4 separate regions of the Zea mays genome follow, and regions 1, 2 and 3 are each linked to region 4. The links are chromatin contacts, called in public Hi-C maps. All regions are on one chromosome and are shown on one strand. Each heading gives the region's core, a stretch centred on a gene start, on an enhancer-like site or on the middle of the called end of the contact. The rest is flanking DNA. Distances are from core to core; before and after follow the strand shown. Region 1 holds the start of LOC103643254 (receptor-like protein kinase). Region 2 holds the start of LOC100281777 (serine esterase family protein). Region 3 holds the start of LOC103643251. Region 4 holds the start of LOC100280688.

What was found. Hi-C and Micro-C count contacts between places; a contact is called where the count stands out from the background.
Region 1: a contact with region 4 is called in a Hi-C map of leaf, with 2.8 times the contacts expected there. The contact joins the promoter of LOC103643254 here to the promoter of LOC100280688 in region 4. A contact is called at or near these places in 8 of 25 Hi-C or Micro-C datasets (bundle sheath, ear, endosperm and 3 more).
Region 2: a Hi-C map of leaf shows a contact between it and region 4, with 2.3 times the contacts expected there. The contact joins the promoter of LOC100281777 here to the promoter of LOC100280688 in region 4. A contact is called at or near these places in 4 of 25 Hi-C or Micro-C datasets (ear, leaf and tassel).
Region 3: a Hi-C map of bundle sheath shows a contact between it and region 4, with 2.1 times the contacts expected there. The contact joins the promoter of LOC103643251 here to the promoter of LOC100280688 in region 4. A contact is called at or near these places in 2 of 25 Hi-C or Micro-C datasets (bundle sheath and leaf).

The regions. Positions count from the first base shown.
Region 1 is chr1:215,412,444-215,417,992 of Zm-B73-REFERENCE-NAM-5.0, reverse strand. LOC103643254 (receptor-like protein kinase) reads left to right here and starts at 3,422. Exons shown (of 5, transcript XR_560915.4): 1 at 3,422-3,615; 2 at 4,563-5,549.
Region 2 is chr1:215,100,219-215,105,608 of Zm-B73-REFERENCE-NAM-5.0, reverse strand. It overlaps LOC100281777 (serine esterase family protein), which reads right to left and starts at 3,436. Exons shown (of 10, transcript NM_001154697.2): 1 at 2,813-3,436; 2 at 2,651-2,718; 3 at 815-885; 4 at 310-552. The coding sequence starts at 3,171.
Region 3 is chr1:215,035,400-215,040,706 of Zm-B73-REFERENCE-NAM-5.0, reverse strand. It overlaps LOC103643251, which reads right to left and starts at 1,907. Exons shown (of 3, transcript XM_008666404.3): 1 at 1,493-1,907; 2 at 1-244. The coding sequence starts at 1,831. It also overlaps the pseudogene LOC103645267.
Region 4 is chr1:215,276,440-215,282,071 of Zm-B73-REFERENCE-NAM-5.0, reverse strand. LOC100280688 reads right to left here and starts at 3,575. Exons shown (of 5, transcript NM_001366138.1): 1 at 2,911-3,575; 2 at 786-1,162; 3 at 570-680; 4 at 361-456; 5 at 1-265. The coding sequence starts at 3,523.

The DNA of each region.
Region 1 (5,549 bases), core at 2,173-4,672, 140 kb before region 4:
AGTGTCTTGAGAACAAGAATGAGGAAGAAGAAAGTGATCCAAGAACAAGAGCTCAAAGAACACGAGCAAAACTCTCTCTCTAGTCACTATTTGTTTGGAGTGGATTTGGGACTTGGAGAGGCTTTGATTCTATTGAATTGTGTCTTGTATTGACTGCACTAGCTCTTGTATTGAATGAGATGTCTGAAAAACTTAGATGCTTGAAGTGGTGGTGGTTGGGGGGTATTTATAACCCCAACCACCAAACCAACCGTTGGGGAGGCTGTCTGTCGATGGGCGCACCGGACAGTCCGGTGCGCCAGCCACGTCACCCAACCGTTAGGGTTCTGACGGTTTCGACCGTTGGAGCTCTAACAGCTTGGGGCACCGGACAGTTCGGTGCCGCACCGGACAGGCACTGTTCACTGTCTGGTGCGCCTTCTGGCGCTGCTCTGACGCTGCGCGAACTGTCCGCGCACTGTTCACATTGCAGGCGACCGTTGGAGTCGACCGTTGCGCTCGATACCGTTGCTCCGCTGGTACATTGGATAGACCCGTGACCCACCGGACAGTCCGGTGAATTATAGCAGAGCGGCTCTCCAGAAACCCGAAGGTGAAGAGTTCAGCCTGTACGGTCCCTGGGGCACCGTACACTGTCCGGTGCGCCAGACCAGGGTTCTCTCCGGTTTCTTTTGCTCCTTTCTTTTGAACCCTAACTTAGATCTTTTTAATGGTTTGTGTTGAACCTTTATCACCTGTAGAACATATAATCTAGAGCAAACTAGTTAGTCCAATTATTTGTGTTGGGCATTTCAACCACCAAAATCATTTAGGAAAAGGTTTGACCCTATTTCCCTTTCAACTTCCCATCGTTCCACCGGCGTGTCGTGGCGTCATCCAAGACGATACGTGCGTGGCGACGTGCCCTACCGTGGCCGGCGTTGAGCAATAGTGCTCATCTTGTCTCCACGTCAGTTAGGTATAGGCGTGCTCCTAGCGTGTGCGTGTATGGAGGGCATGGTGCCAGGGGCCCACAAGTGTATTGGCTCCCACCATAGACTTCGGGTCCTTCTGTCTCACAGAGTTGCTTGGCAGGATTTGGTCGTTTGGGCTGCCTCGCAGAGTTGCTCGGCAGGACCTGGTCGACCCGTCCGCCTCACAGAGTCGCTCGACAAGACCTGGTCGGCACGCCTGCCTCATAGAGTTGCTCGGTAAAACCTGATTGGTTTAGATGGGGTGTTAAGGGTCATGGCCTCACTTTGGGTACCTCGTTCCTGGGTATCCATTAGGTAGGTACTACTACTGTAGTGTCTGCCACATGCATGTCTTATGATATGCAACACATCTTCCATTTTTGCCATGAGGCCCCATCCATGCGAATCTTAGGCCCCTATGATTGCACTAGAGCTAGTAGTTAGTTGGCTAAAAAGTTGTTAGCAAAATTAGCTGACTAACAAATAGCTGGCTAACAATTAGCTAATTTTAGCTAGGTTGAACACAGTGGCGTAGACAGGGGGCTAGTAGGGGCCATGGCCCCCTAACAAAAAGAAAATTTGTTTTGTATTTGTTTTTAAGGCTAAAATAAAAGGAGTTAGTTTATAATAAGTTAAAATATAGTACGTACTTAGTGTATATCTGTGTTAATTGTTATGACCAGTGACTCTTGTATTGTATATGTATATATATTCTATTTATTAACATTATAACTGTAGTTATATATTTATTGCCACTCCTAAAGAAAATTCTGGCTAATAGTTAGGACCTGTTTGGTAGGGCTTCGACTCTTCTGATAATGGCTTCGGCACCTTTGCAAAAATAGCTCCTCGACGAGCTCCTTTGCAGCATCATCTTCAGCCTGAGACCTTGTGAGTTGGGCAGCGACAATCCATACTCTATACATCGCTGGTTCGTTAGATCGGTTGGCCCTTAATAAGAAAAGAGACTTCATAAAAACTTATTTCTGCTATTTTTAATTATATCTTTAAATATTATTATATTTTAGGATAGATAGTAGATACATAAAAATTGTCAAAAGATGAAAAGGCATAAAAATATTTAAATAACTCGCCAAATGTAAATGATGATTTAAATAATGTGTTTAGCAATTAATTGGTCTATGCCATTTGATATAATACTAGTGTAGGATAAAGCTTGCATTTAGCTAAAGATGTCCATAAGATCATTTGAAAAGATATAAGCCTGCTTATACATATTGTCCTTTAGTTGTATTTACGTTCTAAAACTTGAGTTTTATTATGCAATATTTATACTTGAAGAACTGATCCTAGGAAGCAATAACCTATTAGAAAAGCCATTCAAGGTAGGCTTCATCCGTCGCAAAAACGTGGGTTTGACTCGGATCAGAGTAGCAAACCTATGGATGCAGAAATGGAGATTTTTTTCTACAGTTCTACTAAGGGGGTGTTTGGTTTCTAGAGACTAATTTTTAGTCCCTACAATTTATTCCATTTTAGTTCCAAAATTGCCACATATAGAAATTAAAACTCTATTTTAGTTTCTATATTTGTCAATTTATAGACTAAAATAGTATAAAATGATGGGACTAAACATTAGTCCCTAGAAACCAAACACCCCCTAAGATAATATAGTGAAAAAATACTGGGTATTTCTTTGGCATCCAACGCCCCCAAATCCCCGATTAAAATTGCCGCCAGTCTGAAACGAAATTCAAAAGCTCACGCCCCAGTCCGGTGTGTGAACTTGCGCCGCGCAGACCACAGTGTGCGAACGCAACGCAAGTTGACCGCGGGCGCAGGCCATCCACACACAGCCGACAACCGGTATGCCCGTGTGGCCGTGTGAGGAAGGGGTGGATTACCGCGTGTCGTGTCGTCCCTCCGCCTCCGCTGGGCTCGCATCAAAAAGGAAGGCGGCGCGCCTAGAGATGGCAATGGTACCCGCTACCCGAAACCCGATGGGGTTTTTGCTCTATTAGGGTATGGGTTTGGGTCAATTTCTCTACCCATGGGTTTGTTAATGGGTTCAAATGGAAACCCAACGGGTACGTGGGTATGGGTTTGTTCTTCCACTACCCATACCCGCAAACCCATGGGTTTTTAAAACCCGCCTTAAAATCAACATTCCTTATAAATATGCCTCATAATATTATTAATTGAACATGTTCTAATTGAAATAAACCTCATGCAACAAATTTTAGGCTAAAATTAGTTATCACTTGTTCCTTTTATGCTAGCTTATTAATGTATTGATTGTCATTTACATGATGAATTATTTTTTATGTTGATGTTAGTGGGTATGGGACACCCGTTGGGTATCCGAAACCCGCATGGGTATGGGTTTGGGCCAAATTTTATACCCGTCATGGGTATGGGTTTTTTAGCGAGCGTAGTTTTTCTTCGCGGGTATGGGTTTGAGCAAGTAATACCCAACGGGTTTTTACCCATTGCCATCTCTAGGCGCGCCTGTCTAAAAACCGGTGGCTTCGCTCGCTTGTGCTCGTGCCTGCGCCAACAGTCCGCCGCGCTGCCGGTGCTCTCTCATTCTCGTCCGCCATGGATGCTTCTACTAGTGCTACTAGTGAAAACTAGAGCAACGCCTGCCGGTCTCTGTTTCGCAGGATCCTCCCGCCCTGCGTGCACAGAGTTGCTGTCTCTGGTGAGCGCTGCACACTCGCCTCCCCCTGTTCTTCTCTCCTGGTCGAGCAGTTTCCGCCCGTACTATACTTCCTGGCCTGTGTGCTGCTTGTCGTTTGACTCCGAGGAACCGCCGCTCCATCATTCGTTTCGTTCCTGCTGTCTGCCTGCCTTGTCTGTTGCATTCGCATCTGCCTGGTAGTTCTCGGGTTGCTGGCAGCGCGGGCTGTCAAATGGAGAGTGTGTTGTTCAGGAACGAAGCAAATTCGATGGCTGTTTCAGTGTCTAGCCCGCTGAAATGAGCTTTCCTGGGTGCAGATTTCGCTGGGGAGTGGGGAATGTTTCTGCTGTGCCTAGGAAGCTTCTTCATTCTTGTGTGGAGCCGTCGGCGTAGTAGGACAGAGGGCGTCTCGCTTGCTTGCAGTTGCAATCGAGGTGACCATTTTTTTTAAGAAAATAAATCGGGGTGTCCATCAGCCCATATGGTGGTGTCCATTATTTTTAGAAATAGAGAAATGCTTCTGTGTTCGAGATCGGATCCCATCTTATTGATTAGTAGTATGTTGAACAGAAGAACGGCTTTAATCAGAACTGCCGGTGGTTCACTTCATTGTCCATGGTGTCTATCAAATTGGGGGGCTCTAGTTAACCACACTAATTTATGAGTACTACGGAGTAGTACATTATTACGTTCTAACATGAGTACGTGTTCTACTCGGCGGAGAAAATTGTCTAGTAGTATGTGTTTCAGAACAGTAGGCAGGGCTTGTTCAAGATTCTTAACGTTGCAAAAGTGTTTCTACCACCTTTTATCGGGAAAAAGAGTAGCTTGCAGTTTCATCAAATTATTCTGGAACCTTGCTTTTATGGGAAAACTAATCCCCGTTTGTTTGATGGCAATTTTGGTTGATGGAAACTGTTCATATATGCAATCCCCATCTGATTGTGCGTTGAACTGCTTGTGTATAGGAGGGGGAAAAAGGGATCTTCTGCTCACTTCTATACCAAATTTTCGGGGACAAGATGAAGCTGGTTTTATGGCATCAGTTTTTTCTCTTCTTCGTGTTAGTTTCAACATCACAGGGTATGAGTTCAGATGGCCTAGCTCTTCTTGCTCTGTCCAAAAGCCTCATACTACCAAGTCCCATAAGAACCAACTGGAGTGATTCTGATGCAACTCCCTGTACATGGAGCGGTGTTGGTTGCAATGGAAGGAACAGAGTCATCTCTCTCGACCTATCATCGTCAGGTGTTTCGGGTTCTATAGGACCTGCAATAGGGCGTCTGAAATACCTGCGGATTCTCATCTTATCAGCTAACAACATATCTGGTTTGATCCCTCTAGAATTGGGAGACTGCAATATGCTTGAAGAACTGGATTTGTCCCAAAACCTGTTTTCTGGCAATATACCAGCATCATTGGGCAACCTCAAGAAATTGTCATCACTGTCACTGTACCGCAACTCCTTCAATGGAACAATACCAGAGGAGTTGTTCAAGAACCAGTTTCTGGAGCAAGTGTACCTACATGACAATCAGCTCAGTGGTTCGGTGCCCTTATCGGTTGGTGAAATGACAAGCCTTAAGTCACTGTGGTTACAGGAAAATATGTTGTCTGGAGTTTTGCCCAGTTCAATTGGAAACTGCACCAAGTTGGAGGATCTGTATCTACTCGATAATCAACTGAGTGGCAGTATTCCTGAAACCTTGGGTATGATCAAAGGTCTCAAGGTTTTTGATGCTACTACCAATAGTTTCACAGGTGAGATCTCTTTCAGTTTTGAGGACTGCAAGCTAGAAATATTCATCTTGTCTTTCAATAATATAAAAGGTGAAATTCCATCATGGCTGGGGAACTGCATGAGCTTGCAACAACTTGGATTTGTCAATAATAGTTTGTATGGCAAAATTCCAAATTCTCTTGGCTTATTGAGCAACCTCACATATCTTTTACTT
Region 2 (5,390 bases), core at 2,187-4,686, 180 kb after region 4:
TTCTTGCTCTACTTCAAGTGAAATCAAGGCACTTCATGATTATACATAATGCATAGGAAAACGAAATTAACAGAAATAACATGAGTATCCATGAAATTAACAGAAATATCATAATTAAAGTTGTATGAAATTGCATGGCTGGCTAACTTGCACAGATTAGCTAGAACATAATATTTCAACATTGCCAATAATCACTTTAAATCTTAAACAGTTAGAGGGTACTGGGTAGCCATGTGAAGTTAACATAAGAAAGAATAAACGCACTGATATAACTCTTTTTCATTAAACAGCAAAAGAGGTCTGTCTTACCTGTTTGTTTCCACTTGAACCCAAATGTGGTGATGCAAATGTTATGAAATTCATAGGTTCTAAACCAGCAATGTGACCATTCAAGTGCACAACATCATCTCTGCTCTCCCCCCCAGAAGATTTCCTTCTACTATTAGGTTCATAGAGCCTTCCTATAGCATATCTGGCAACAAGGCCACCAAGAGAATGTGCCACAAACGAGATTTTCTTCACACCTCGTCTTTGCTCTACAACTGATAGAACCTATAATAATTCAGTAAGGTCCCAACATCAGACAATAAGGCTGAAATATAGTACTTCCATTTATGAAAAGAAGCCCAGACATCAACAACTTGACACAAACTAACACAATCAACATTTTTCACTTCAACAGGGCTTGTATGCAATAACAAATACACCATAGATGCATGCGGTTAGTTTAATGTAGAAAGAAAAAAATTAGATGAATTAGCTAGACATGCACATGTTGTCAACTTCTATGATTCACCAAATCAAAAAGATATACCTCATTTGCTAACCTTTCACCCATTAAATCAACACCATCAAATGTCTGAGTGGCAGAGTTGCACTGACTTCCTGCATAAAAAAGGTAAAGTCTAAATCTATTTACAAGAAAAAGGCAAGAATTACAGAACAAAGAAAAGATGAATGCCAATATCAAAGGGATTCCAAAAAACAACATTTACACTTTCCAAGCTATGAAAAACACTATACTTCTAAGAACTTGTTTCAAGAAAGTACTCCTCTAGCTAAGTTAGTTTCAAGCTATGAAAAACACTATACTTCTAAGAATTACAGAACAAAGAAAAGATGAATGCCAATATCATGATCTGAGTAACACACTTCAATTCTAAGTTCGACTCCCCGTGGGAGCAAGTTTCAAGCTGTGGTTAAAAACATCCCCTCGTTTGTCTCACGCCAAAGCACGGGTCTAAGGCCTAGCCCCGGTCGCAGTCGTTCTCACATGGACTAAGGTGCCGCTGTGTATGGATGGTGCAGGGGTCTGGGGGTTTTCTTGACCTATGAGAAGGTCTTCTTAATACAATACTTAGGGTTGTCTTACCCCCCACAGGTCGAGTTTAAAAAAAAACAGCTGCACTTTTAAGGGCTGGAACAGCACTGCCAAGTGTGGTTGACTACTTGCCTATGAAACAAGGCAGTTCATCCTAACGCCATCACACTAGTATGCACTAACTTGCCACACAAGGGATAATAAGGCAACATTGAAAAGTGCAGCTTGGATAGGATAAGGTTTTGTTCGGCATAGCCATACCAGCAGCTGTGGTTGCGGCTGCTATCCTCTCAGTAAAGTACTGTGCAAGCAGCGGATGATGGCAGCTGCCTTTAATCTGCAGTGAACGAGCCCATCAGCCCAACGCACTTCTGGAAGACTGGAACCTCTTTCATACTTTGGGTACAGAAAGTTCATTTTTATAAACTTTCAAAATCTGCACAACTTCTTCATGCGTGCAGTCCAAAAAGAGAAGGCATAAAAGAAGATCTATGTGTTTCCAGAGCTATAAGAGAATGCCTATCACAATATATTTATATTAATACCAGATCATGACAAGTAAAGTTCTGGGATGAGAACTATTTTCTTGAATAAGATAGAGTACACAAGAAGATATCCAATATTTCCCATGCAAGTAGCCAACTAGGTGATGCCACAAATGCATCTTACTACTGCAATTTAGGAACAAAAAACGTAAAATAAATGGCTAATACACACTTCCACATAATGACCTTCGCTAAGTCGTCGTACAAGGATATGGTTACTTCATCTCCAATTCTCTCTGTCAGGTTCTGTTTCCTATGTATGTCACTGTCTCCTAACAGATATGTCAAAACACTTGTCACACCGTGTGGTGGATCAGATCGCCGTGTTACACAAACAATATCCCATGTTTCTGTTTCAAACAGAAACTTGTGTAATAAATAGGATTAAAAATTTGAGAAGTGCCTAACCTTTCACTTTCTAGTCAACTAGACAGCTATTTGTGTGTTGCATGGACTGACAGACACTCAATCCTCCATAATTATTTCATATATCTCAACTTCATGTTGACACCAACATGTTTGTTCTAAACATTCCTTCATAACAAGTCTAAACTCCAGTATCAGACAATTTCCTTGGTACTTACTGTATTTCAGCCAGCTAAAAACGATTCTCCTTTATCAGCATTTGGGATAATAAACCAATATCCTCAACCCTAATGATAATCTCCCCCAGATCAATGTAAACACAGCACGCGCACACTACTATCCATGACTCAGCGAGCAACTGCATTTAACAATCCAGCATGAAATGGAATAGCCTACAGAATGGGGTCAGGTAACTCACGGTGCACGATCACCTTGTCCGGCATCCGCCTCACAAACTGCTCTGCCGCGAACTTCCAATCGTCCGCGCTGTATAAAAAAAAACAGAAACAGAAATTTAGCCACCGCACATCAACACGCGCAAAACGCGCGACTAACTAAGCCATGGGGCACGCGGATCCACCTCCCGACGAGGCCATTGACCATGATGACGAGGTGCTCGGGGAACGCCCCACCCTGAGCCACTTCGGTCTCAGCATCGGCGCTCCACACGTCCTCCCCTCCGCCGCGCGCCGGCTCCACCTCCACCTCCGGCCGCTTTCCCTTCGCCTCCTTCACCACGGCCGCCCCCGCCGCGGCGGTGGCCGGCGATGGCGACGGCCGGAAGCACCCTATCCATCTCTTGCTGCCGCTCCTCGCTGCTGCTTCCGAGGAGCGAAGCACAAGCCGCAGCCTCGAGACGGCGCGCGGCAACCGGGAGGACTGGGCCCCGGGGGCTGGAGTCGCTGCGCGCCCCATCGAGGCGGCGCCGGCGGCGATCATCCGGCGACGAGGAGGATGGGGGGCAGGGGGAAGCTGTACCGGCCGCGTGCCCGCGCCGCGTAGACCTAGATGCACTAGATGCTTAGCGTGTGGACCGATGTCCTAGTGGTGGTTACTTCGCGGGGAAGGTGGGACCGAGGGAACGCGGTGAGGGCTGAGGAGGAGCGACAAGCGAGGAGCCGAGGAGCGAGGAGGGAGAGAAGCTACGGGACTAGCAGGGCAACGAAGATGACAATGATTCTACTAGGGTGACGAGATGAAAAAATAGAAGCAAGTGAAAATGTCATGTTCCGTTTATGGGCTGTAAAGCGCGTAAGCAAACCAAGCATCCGGTCTGATACAGTGGCTGACGAGTGACGACAGACTTTATTTTTCTTTTACAAGGACAAGTTGCATAGTTGGATGCTCGCTTTGATAAAATGTGTTTATGTAACGTTCTCGATGGCACGTAAGAAAATTTTCAATAGTTCTAAAAAATAATAATAAAGCAATAAGTTTTTAAAGTAGCTAAAAAGCTTAAGAGCATATTTGTGAATTTTTCCAACCAAGATAAATTTTGCATAAAAAATTCTAAACTATTTTTAAATCACTCTAAGTAATTTGTGTATGCGCGTTCTGGGTCTGGATGGTGTGTTCAGTGAGCATAAAATATATACTAGTTCAAACATAACGTCCCTACATCCAGTATTCGGTATCTTGCACTACCAGCACCTTGTTGTTCAATACTCGTCATAGGGATTACAACCAGTCGAAAGAGTGAGGAGACTCCCAAGTCTCTTATGCGTGGTGACTGGTGAGGCCTAAGGACTACGAATCTGGTGCTCTCTATCTAGGTAAGCCTTGATCGTCGTGGCGGTGTGCTCCTAGGCTCCGACCTTTGTAGTCCTCTATGCCTTTGTCTCTGTGTGTTTGTCAGTGTTTCGAACCTCGCTCCGATAAGTAAATTTATTGCACGCGTTTCGGGCTGCAGAGGGTGTGTGCGGTGGACGCAAGATTTATACTGGTTCGGAAACAACGTCTCTACTTCCAATCATCGGCGGCTCATGCTACCGGCACCATTGATGATCAAAACTCGTAGTATGTGTTACAAGCGAGCGAGAAAGGAGAAGAGGCTCCCAAGTCTCTTATCGGGGTGGAAGTGGAGCTAAGAGCTGCAAAGTGGAGTCCTAGCTAAGTCTTAGCTTGGCGACGGGACACTGGCCTCCTGGTCCTCGTCAGTGCTCCTCCTCCTGTTGATTGGTTTGTTTGGGGTTCGTCCTGTTAGGCGCGTATCCGAAAGAACTCAACCAAACCCACTTGACCAACCCCTTTGCCTGGGACCAACTCTTCCCTTTTCTGGGAGAGGGGTCGGCCAACGACAGCTTCCCCACGAAGGAGCCATCAGGCGAGGTTAAACTAAATGTTCTACCCGGGGTAAAGCCGCGCGTGATCGAGGGCCTCGGGGTCGCCTGGCTGTCTCGTATTTATCATGGCGGACGGCGTAGGGCTGTGTGGGTCCCAGGCGTCAACATTCAGGCTATGCTAACCTTTGGCCTTTGTAGCCTAGGGCTCAGCACGGCTCGTCGTGTTACACCCTGCCAATGGTCTGCGCACTCAGGCCTAGTCTCGATAGGTCATGAGTACGCCGCAGTTCGAGGGTTCATAGGTCATGAGTGCTATGCTGTCTGAGGGGTTCGTAGGTCATGAGTGGGAAGCGGACTGGCGCCTCTGCTGTAGCGCGGTGCCCAGCGTAGTTAATGTGACCGATTATTTATGATCGGTCAGTCTTGGGCCGGGCGCGAGATCCACTCGAGTGGTTTCCCTCCGGCACGCCCGCCCCCCTATCAGGTTCCGCCACGCCCGAGCGTGGACTCGGTGCTGTGTGGTTCGACTAGGGGTGGGTTCTTCCAGGGAAGATGTTATCTATCTCTTCCCGCTGACCAACGGGCCCGAACGACCAGGGGCTTTCTGTAAGTGTGTTCTCTGACCAATGGGCCTTAGGAACCGGGAATCATATATCCGACACTAGCCCCCGAGCCCCTGAGGGGAGAGTGTCTCCCTTCGGGGCTGATGAAGGGTCGGACGGTGCCTTGTCCCTTTTGTAGCTTACCACTATTGAGTTGGTAAGATTCTCAAGACCCGCAACATGCTTTCAAGAACTAGTCGAGCGCTATAAGTAGGGGGTCACCTCATGTTTATCCTCAACTGATTTTGCTCGTCACTCCCGTGCTTTCTAAAAG
Region 3 (5,307 bases), core at 658-3,157, 240 kb after region 4:
AAGCAGAAGTCATCTCTTCTTTTCTTTCAATGAAAAATGAATCTAAGTTAGCAGCAGATAAATTTAGTGTATCCACAGAAGATGATTGCTCCTTTGTTATGGAACTTGGAGATGTTTCCTTATTTTCAGGGAGGCATGTGATTTTTAAGTCCAGTAGATCAGATATGATCATCCCACTGTTTGGTGGTGGTACATCCTTGCTTTTATTCGAAGCTGTAGTGTCAGTATCGAATTCTACAATCTCCTGAATGATAAAGGGAAAAGAAGTAGAAAAAAATCTTACATCAGCCATGAACATTGAACTTCAGAAACGAGACTATGTTTCCTGCATACTTTGAATTTAAAGAGAACTAGGACAACGATATCAATACACGTAAATTCACCACATATCTATCATAATGGAAGATTCAATCATATTAAAATCAGTACATAGTTACAATGTATGAAAGATCAATGTCTGTTAAACCGCATGGAGCTTGCATTCCATAAATGGCTTTTACACATTAATGAATACATAGTGAGTTAGCAAGTAAGCACTACATGCAAATGTAGTAGTAGTCAAATATAAACAAATAGCTAAGCAGGTATGCATGGATATCCAACAATATAAGCATTCTCTACACCCAAAAGTTAGCACCATCAGAAATTAGCAGCTTGACAATTACAATTCATTTAAAATAGGAATTTGTTTGGGTTGTTCTCTACTTGGCATTAGTGATTGAGGGATTCTGATTGTAAGCTCATCTATATAATGACAAACACTGAAGAAATAAAGCAAGCAAGAATTTGGTCTTCTTTTACCCCTCTGTCTCTCTGTGTGTACTCTGCCACACCGTCAGCTCCAGCGAGGCAAAGCGAGGTCCTCGCGGTCCCATTGAGCATCACCACGATCACACTCACCACCACAGCCAAGCACCCACAGTAGCAAGTTTAAATTCTAGGGGGGAAAATGGTACCAAAGGCCCTGTTCAGCCAAATCAGATTCTCCTAAACTATAATACATGACTGGATGAATGGATGAGCGTGTAAGGATCTGTTTGGCATGGCTTATTTGCAGTTTATGCCCTTTTTATCAAAATCCAAATTTCACTAGCTCTGGTTAATGTAGCATGTCTACAGCCTCATTATAATTCCTTATTTTGTATTGTGCATGCCTCACAACTCAAAACCCTAGCAGAATATTTCTTTCATGGCTCTTGAATTCTGAGCAAATCAAAATTTCCAAACAAGGTATACTATTCATACAGACCCGTTGGCAACCGACATTTCTCTAACTACTGGGCACTTTCCTAGGAATAGCACTGCGTAATAAGTAAAAAAAGCGATAGCAATTCCACAAACAGTTGTATTAGAAGATCTCCAGGAGAATAACATCATCTTCTTTCCCGAATGCTGGCTCAGCTTTGCTAGAAAGAAGAGCTAACAGATCCTAAGCAACAAGAATCAAATCTACAGATTCTTAGCGTCAAATAATGTGGGAAGGAAAGCTCACGGATCCGTCGAGTCCAAGCGAGCCGAGCAGCCACTGGTAGGCCACGCCGTCACGGAAGGCGACGCCGCCGCTTCCACCGCCTTCAGCCTCCTCCCCGCGCCTGGGGCACCCGCAGTAGGTGCAGAGGGCAGACCGCACACCGCGCAGGAGCCCTCCCGAGGCCCCGCAGCGCACGCATCGGAGCTCCGCCGACACGGAGGCGGCACACGAGTCGAAGGCTGCGACGGCATCGGCGACGGAGGGGAAGGGAGGGGCGGGTGCATCTTCTACAGAAGGGGCGAAGGTGGCCTCACGGAGAGCGGACTGGAGGCGGTGGATGACAGCGGTGGGGATCTCCATCGGCGGGGAGGAGCGGGCAGGAGTGTGCTGGGAATTCAGATCTCTCCAGGTCCCCCTGGCTGTGTTGGGCTGGAGAAATTTGCTATTTTGCCACTCTCAATTTTGGCTGTTTGTTATTATGCCATCCCGTGTCTATGACTGGTGGGACCGTCTGTGTCTATGATTTGTGGGTCCGATGGCATACTGGCGAAGCTCACAAATGATAATGGCAAAATTGCCAATGGCTCGTTGGGCTGGGCAGTTGGGGTTGGCGCTTCGCCCTCGTCCCTCTTCCAGGTCCCCCTGGCTGTGTTGGGCTGGGCAGTTGGGGCAGTGTGGGACGTGACAAATTAGCGGCCCTTCAAGTTGCTTTGTATGGTGACATGATCACATCATCCACAATAGTGTGTCCACATATCATTTTATTAGAGTAGAAAAATAATTTAATTCTGTAATTCATTTCTTTATCTTTGCTATATCAAAGCACCAGTTTCAACGGTATTTCTTTAGAATCAACCAACACTTTTATAATCTTTCTCTGCTGCTATAATAGAAGAGTTTATATAAAAAATAAGTTGAAATTATGTATAAGTGAATGTTTGAACCTTGGTTGTTGGCTCCATATTTACACTCACCTAATCAATAGAAAACATATATTTTATGCTTTATTAAAACAAAATTTATTCTATGTCATATATAACGTAGCAATGCACGTTACCTAAAATAAACGAGTTTCCCTCTCTTCCTCTATAATATAAACTTTACACGAAAATAGAGACACACGATAGAACCAGTGAACCACCGTCATATGCTAATATATTATCATCCTATCCCTGCAATATAAAGTTTGCACAAAAATAGACACACGGCAGCACTATTTTATCTACTACTCACTCCTTTTTTTTATTTATCACGGGTTAGTTCAAAAATAAACTAACAGGTGATAAATATTCAAGAACGGAGATAGTGTTATTGTATATCAGAAAAAGATGTGACTCATCCAAATATTGCCTACTTATCATATATCTCAAACCTCACGGACTCTCATGTCAAACCGACAAGACGTCATGGGTTCATCGAACACTTGCATAAAGACGGCATATATAGAACAGTACAATAGGCAATGACGATAGCACGCGTTCGCGAGCCGAGCACCCTCATCGTCCACTCTCTCACATCACCCTTGCTTATGTGCAGCTAGATACCAAGTACGCATCCTCTCTACCTTAGACAATAACCTCAATCGAAGAGACCAAATCGAGGAGTGTCTCGAATTTATCCATGTGTGGTGAATGGTTCATGATTGACATAAGAGTTGACATGTTTGAGGCTTTTGAGTTTATACTAACAAATGTTATTCGTGTGCGCAATATGTATAAAAATAGGACTACGAGTTACCAGTAGATATGAGTTGTTCTTTAATGTATGAGCGCAAGTCATAAATCATGTGCATATATGAGATATGTGCAGCGTGACTCAATACATATTGGAATCAGACAATGTATTTATCATTGCTAGACGCAAGTATGAGAACATGTATGAGACATGAAGGCATTAGTACAATGTAGGACCGTCTACTGCTAGTTATTAGTTAGGGGAGGTGGACGAACAAAATGATTAAAGAAAAAAATGTAATATGGTAATATATAGATATAGGTATATGTGTATTGTATGTATCTGAATATTTTTTTATACTAGGTAAAATGCATGCGCGGCACGCGCATGTGAAGAAAAATAGCAAACCCATCCATACCATTGGCCAAAAACCAAACCGCGTCAGTGTTCAAATTTGTGGATGTTGCGACTGTATCGATGCCGGCAGTCTCGCAGCTATAGGTGGTAATATAGCTGGTAATGGATCACGATCTAAATGGTTCTTCACAAAATATTAGGGTTCTAAATAAATTTTAGTTCAAAAATAAATAGAAATAGAACTCAATTCTAATATGATTCGATCCTTAAATCTTAGGGGGCTGCATAGGTGTATATTTATGATGTGCCTATTAGACCGGCCCAAAACACATAATTTCAGGCACGATCCAACCTAATTGTGAACTTGGATCGGCACGATCCAATGTGTGTCAAGCCCATGAGCAGGCTTGACACGACCCATTTAATTAAGGTCCATCGAAGCCCACTAAACATAGACTCATTATTTAACTAAGGTTCGTCAAAGCTCACAAAATCCATTATTTAACTTGGAGAATCTAGAGCTTCAACAGGCTTTGGAGAACTAATACCTAGATAGAGATAGTGATGATGATCATTGTATGTGTATTTAGTATGGCTATAAAGTACTCAACTAAACACTAAACAGATTACTCTTTTTTCTTACTGACCAAATGTTTTTAATGTGGTAGTCACAAAACATCTTAGTTTTATTTTGGTCATATATATATATATACTACTTTATAAGAGCCCAGTATAGGCGTCCACAATTCCACATGGTGCACGCTCTGCCCTCCTCCGCGACCCCCTTCCCCTGCTCCGCCTGACCGTGATTCTCGCTGGCAAACCTGACTGTCATCCTCCTCCCCCGCCTCCCTTCCATCTTCGGCCGCCCTTCCATACTCCTCCCCGCGCCCCTTCCATGCCTCCGCCTCCCGTCCCCGTCCTCCATGTCCGAGATCCCCGCCCCCAACAGAGCAGGTGGGGTCAATCCCGCGACAAAAAGAAAGAGAAGATCCAGCGCGCAATTGTGGAGGCAACACGTGCGGGGGAGCAGGCAGAGAGCCTCGGAGAACCCACCCACCCTCCTCGACGCGGTGCAGCAGTCAACAGAGAGGGAGGAGAGAGCGCGGCACGGGGCACCCACCTCCGATCGCAGATGACGAGGTTGCCCCCGTCGAAACAGATGAAGCAAACGACCTCCTCCTCGTCCTCCCTCCGCCTAGCGGGCTGGGCCGGTACCACCACACCCGCGCTGTCTTTCCTCTTGGGCGGCATCCCCCTTCTGCGTCTGCGCGAGCGGCGGCATCGGCGGGGGCGCGGGAGAGGTGACCGCGTCCCCGATGACATCCTCCCCCTCTGCTAGCTCCCCATGGCGCCCTCCTCAGCCTCGACCACTCCCAGATCCCGTCATCCGCCGCCATCAACACCCTCCTCCCAGACCAGTCCACCGCTGCGATGCTTCGCTCAGCTCCCCCTCGCGCTTTCGTCGCCGTCGTGATCCACTGCCGCAAAAGCCATCAACGACCTCCTCTAACTCGTAGATCCTATCAGCCGCTGCGATTCTCCGCTCCATAACCCCCCCCCCCACCGCCGCCATCAACGTCGTCCTCCCCCTCCTAAATCTCGCCGCGGCGGCAGAGAGCTAGGGGCAGGCGTGCGCTGATGGAATTCAGGGGCCAGGAGGAGGAGGAGGAGCCCGTCTTAGAGGACATGGGTGCCAGCTCCGCGTCGTCATCCGCCCCCACCCCCGCCCCTGCCCCGAGGAACCAGAACCACGCCGCCGAGGCGAGGTACCACTAGTGCCTGCGGAACCACGCTGCGGTGCT
Region 4 (5,632 bases), core at 2,326-4,825:
CCACGCGCTCCTCCGTGAGGCGGAGGCCGCGCTGCTTGGCCGTGTAGTCCGCGTTCACCAGGTTCACGAACGTGCTGGACACCGGCTCCACCAGGCCCTTGGTCACCATCGCGCGGAGGAGCCGAGTGTCCAGGTCGTCGGGGCCACGCGCTGTGGTGTACACCACCTTCACGCCCTTGATGCCGCTCTCGCCGGCCACGAGCTGCACCGCCAGCCTCCCGAGCTTCTCGGCCAGAGAAACGTATGGAGCCAGCTCTGACAGGATCTGGCAAACGAAAAGAAAGAAAGAAAAAAGATGGATTCCATCATCAGATCGAGCCATCCACGGGGCGACATGTCGAGAGAAAGGTACTTAATTACCTCAGCTGGGACCATGGGCGCATTCACAGCGGTTGCTGCGAGCTCCCCTCTCAGCGCACCAACCACGGCTTCCGCAATCTCGATAGCGACGCCTTCCTGCCAGCCATTTTGGAGCGCTCAATCAGTGAAGTTGGTACGTCGTCAGAGACAGCGGCAAGCGGTCTGCATCAATGCAGGACACGATGGTAGGTAGAGGTAGAGATGCAGACCTGAGCCTCGACAGTACTAGCTCCAAGGTGGGGTGTTACAGTGACATTCTCATGCAACACCAGCTTGCTGTCCTTGGGCGGGGGCTCCACGGTGAAGACATCAAGAGCCGCCTGCTCCACATTGGTCATGCATGCATAAAAAAAAAACTCAGCTTTCAGAGACACATCCATATACGTACTCACATTAAAGAATCGAACGAAGTTGTGATCACCCACCTGAGCAACTTTGCCGGAGTCAAGCGCCCTGACCAGAGCGTCTTCGTCGATCACTCCACCCCTAGCCACGTTGATGATCCGGACACCAGTCTTCATCTTTGCAAAGGACTCGTCGTTGAAGATCTTGGACGTCGTCGGTATCAGCGGCATGTGGAGGGAGATGAAGTCGGCTCTTGCGATGGCCTCGTCGAAAGAAACCAGCTCTACCCCGAGGGCCCGGGCCCGGTCGGCAGGGGCGTAGGGATCATGAGCTATCACGTGCATCCCAAGCCCTTTCGCTCGCCTCGCTACCTCTGACCCAACCTTCCCGAAGCCCATGACGGCCAGGGTCTTTCCCACCAGAGAAACCCCCACGTACTTGTTCCTTTGCCATTTACCTGTGTGAAAATCAAAGCGAATTTTGTTCACTTTCTTAAAATACATCAAACCATTCAATTGGCATCAGTATATCAGTTAGAATAGACATGACGGAAGAATATAATCTGTTCAAGTCACAGTTGCATCTTTAGCCCAGAATTACACCTCTGTAAGTCATGTTTACGGTGCAGATATCTTATAGTTACGTCACCTACCTTCATGCCAGATTTTGGCAGCTGGGAAGTCAGATTAAGACAGGCTTACATGTGCCATGCTTCAGTTTGGCAGAGCAAAAATGTTTGTCACGCAAAAACAGGAAGCAACAAGTATCTGAATTTTCTTTTCTTTTCTTGATAAGTAGCCCCAAAAGTTAAATAGCAATATGGCTTACACAATTAGCACCGGAAAGTTGCAGCGATTAACTAAAGTCACTTTACAATTAAAGAAAAGGTTAGAATTGACAAGCGTTCAGGGATCGTATTCTCCACTAAACTGAAGCACCAGGTTCGTTTTTGAAATTGTAGTTCAATAGGGACATATTACCAACGTAGCAGCAGTAGCAGACCACCGGCTATACCCGTATCCGACAGGTAGCCCCCCATACTGTCGTTCATATTCATTCTGATCTGTATCCGTATAAAAAAAATGGTAAAAAACAGTCCGTCCAGGCTGCTCGCCACAGTGTGCCTATACGAACATGATTAGATGGTGGGCACAAGTAAAACTGTAGGCAAGAGGATTCATTGAACCTGCCCATATTTCAGCACACATATCCTGGAGACTGGAGAGTCTCTATAGATTCGAAAGGGGGGCCACGGGACATATTTGACCATATTACAGTACTGTACAAAATTTTTTAATCGAAAGTACTGTACAAGTCCCATGTCGAGTACAAAATTCAGTGTACTCCAATCCAACAGAAGCACGGGGACCCAGCAAATTTGGGTGTTGGTGCCCAGCGTGGCATGGTTGAACTGTAAAACTAAAAAAAAGGTGGTACGCTAGTAGCAGTGCTGTAGAAATGAATGGATCGCACGCACTATCATAAAAGTTAGTATAAATAGTAGGCAAGGCATTAGTGGGGCTGAATAGAACTGTAGCCTAAGCTAAGCAGTGATGCTCGTGCGTTGCCACGCACGAGACAACGTAACAAATTATATCAGCGCTATAGTGATCTATCCTCAATATAAGAAGAAAGTTTGCAAAACGAATCAGGCACCAGAAATTATTAAAAGCTCCAGATCTATTTTATTCTCTGCTTAGATCTGCCAGATTCGACGGTGACCTCAAACGAGGGCCCAAAAAATATTTAAAGAGCGGATCGAGCTATTGCCTGAGCTGGGATCGGATGCTCATGCGTGTCGTCGTCACTCGTCAGGCAACAAAACTCCAACAGCCAGTGTTATCCTCGACTTGGGAAAGGCAGTGGTAATATCTTATTACTAGAACAAAGTTCGTAATGGATTTGGTGTATCAGTAAGCACCAGGGACCAGCTTTATTTGCGTCGCCAGAGTGATGGCGACATCAAACAATGCAACCTCTGCTCGCATCCGAACCGGTGTCAAACTGTCAATAAACCAGATTCTAGAATGGCTTTACGCCTTTACTGTTCATGAATTGGTTAGGCACCCTGACACACACACCAACCCAGAATAATCAACCACCCTCGGCAGAAAACAAACGAGACGAAAGCAGCCAGTTTGGAGTTAGTACTAATTAGGCAGCCAAGCGAGGAATAGACGAACGAACGGTGTCCATGTCACTCACCGGCCTTGAGCGCCGCGTCCGCCTGCGAGACGTTGCGCGCCATGGAGGCGAGCAGCGCGATGCCGTGCTCGGCCGCGGCGATAGTGTTGGCGGTGGGCGCGTTGACGACGAGGCACCCGACCTCGGTGGCGGCCTGGAGGTCGACGTTGTCGATCCCGACGCCCGCGCGGCCCACCACCCGCAGCCGGCCCTGCCCGGCCTCCAGCACCTCCCGCGTCACCTTGGTGCCGCTGCGCACGATGAGCGCGTCGAACTGCGCCGCCTTGGCGAGGAGCTCCGCGGGGGACATGCCGTAGGCGCACTCCACGTCCGCGAACTGCCGCAGCACGGCCAGCCCGGCCTCGCTCAGCTTCTCGGCGACCAGCACCGCCGGCTTGGGCCGCAGCGCGCCGTCCGGCGCGGACGGCGAGATCCGGCGCACCGGCCTCGACTCGGTGGGCGCCACGGGCGCGGGCGACGACAAGATCGCGCACCGCACGCGGAGACGCGCGCCGGCCCCGGCCCCGCCGCGCGCCGCGAGCGTGAGCGACGACGGCACGGCCGCGGCCAGGCGGACCCGCGCGCTCGCAGGGCTCACCTGCGGGCTGGGGAGGAGCGCGCGTGAGGCCGCCATGGTGGTTCGTGGCCGATTCGATGTAGGTCGTGCCTCGCGCTCGTGGTTTGTGTCTGTGCTTTGCAGGGCGAGGGCCGTGGAGGAGAGGAAGGGTGGCTTATAAACGCGAGGCCCGCCTGCCTGATGCGAGGAGGTAGGTGGGATGTAGTGTAATTCTGGAGGGGTGGGAGCCCCCTTTTTTTAAATGCAATAGGGTGGGCCCGGGAATTATTGCTTGGGATCAGTGCGGCCGTGCATCGGGTTCGTCGGATATTTTTGAATTTCTCATGATCTTACCAAGAATCATGTTTGGTTTTGTGTATTGGATTGCTAATTTTGGCTGTTGTGGATAAACATGGATAATGATAGAATGAGTACTCGATCTAAATATGGACAGTTCCTGTCCAACGCGGACGGCTGAGAAAATGGGGGCCTCCGCATAACATGCCGCTATATTGTCAATTCCAACACATGAAGTTCTTCTAGCAGACGGAGCAAAACTATGATCTCTCCGTCGCTCTCTCTTTCCCTCAAAACACATAAAATTTATGTAGTTTGTTAAACTATGTGTCAATACAGTATTCGCTCTTACTATTAAAGATGGATTCGGATCGGATACGCATGGAAACGAATCCGAATATCACTATTTACCATATTTTAAATCGAATTCGAATATGAATACTATCGGATACAAATACCTAGTAAATTATAAACAGTACATACACATTATTTAGTTGAAACTTAGTTGAATATCACATTTTTAAGTAAATTTTTTATACCTAGTATATTTATATTTTGGACTCTAAATATAATCTTTTTATATATTAACTGTATTTTGTATTTTGGACTATAAAAACTCCAATAATCTAATGTGTTCAAAATTAGCCTTTTTAATCTTAATTAAAATTTATCATTGTATAACACTAGTAATGTAAGATTAACACAATCATTTATTTATCATATAAATATTTTTAACATTTTAAATAGTGTACATCAGTTTTTAGTACATTATTTAAAGTTTAAAATCACTTGTAATTAGTAATTAGTAATAAAAGTAAGTTTAAATTGATTTTATCGAATAATTCTTCCTTTCGGACACGAATAGTATCAGATATTTCACGGGTTTTTCACGGTTTTTTCGAATGTTGTCAAATACGAATCTTAAACTGGATAAAGAAAAACCAAATTCGGATATGTCTATTTAACATCCATACTAAAATCGAATATGAATACGGATATCCATATTAGCACTTTATCCGAATCCGAATAATTCGGATCTCCAGACATTCGAATCCATCTCTACTTACTATTAGCAATGCCCTTTAATTATCTAACAAAATTTTAGCAATGCAGTTATCCTGACTCCAGGCCATCTCTTAACCTCCGACTTTCTTAACGCCACCGACTCATACGTGTCGAAATAACTAATCCTGTAAAAAAGTTGTACATTTTGATGGTCAGATCATTGCATAATTCTTATGTACATGTTTGAATCCAAACATGTTCTAGGAAGAAGATAAGGACAAAGATAGAACGAACCTAACCAAAGCTAGCTAGGTCGACAACCAAACCTGATTGGTTTCCTAAAATCGGCTAAACTGTTCCCCAATACTCGGCCTGATATTTAATGTTAGGGGGTGTTTGCTTACTTTATGGCATGTAGGAGTACAACTCTCACACGATAGGTTTATGAGTACAGGTTTGTTCCTATAGTACCCAAACCCGTGAACCCATGGGTTTTTCAAAACCGACCAAACCTAGTGCATATTGTCATTTTATTTTATAAACGAACAACAAACTTGTTATTCCTTATTTACTCCCTAATTTTTATCAAATGGTGAATGTATAAGTAGTCGATGAAAGTGTTGCTTGCTTGCTATTATAGTTTTTACTAGCGTTATATATGTGGTGGATGGATAACTTAGTGCAAGGTCACTTAATTATACAACTTATTATTTGTATTTTATTCTCTCTACTAATAATTTTTATAACAAATCATGAACTCGTTGGGTACGGGTTTGGGCAAAATCTCAAACCTGTCATGGTACGAGTTTTTTAATGGTCATGGATATTTTTCACGGGTACGTGTTTAGGATGCAAAACCCAACGGGTTTGTACCCGTTGCCATCT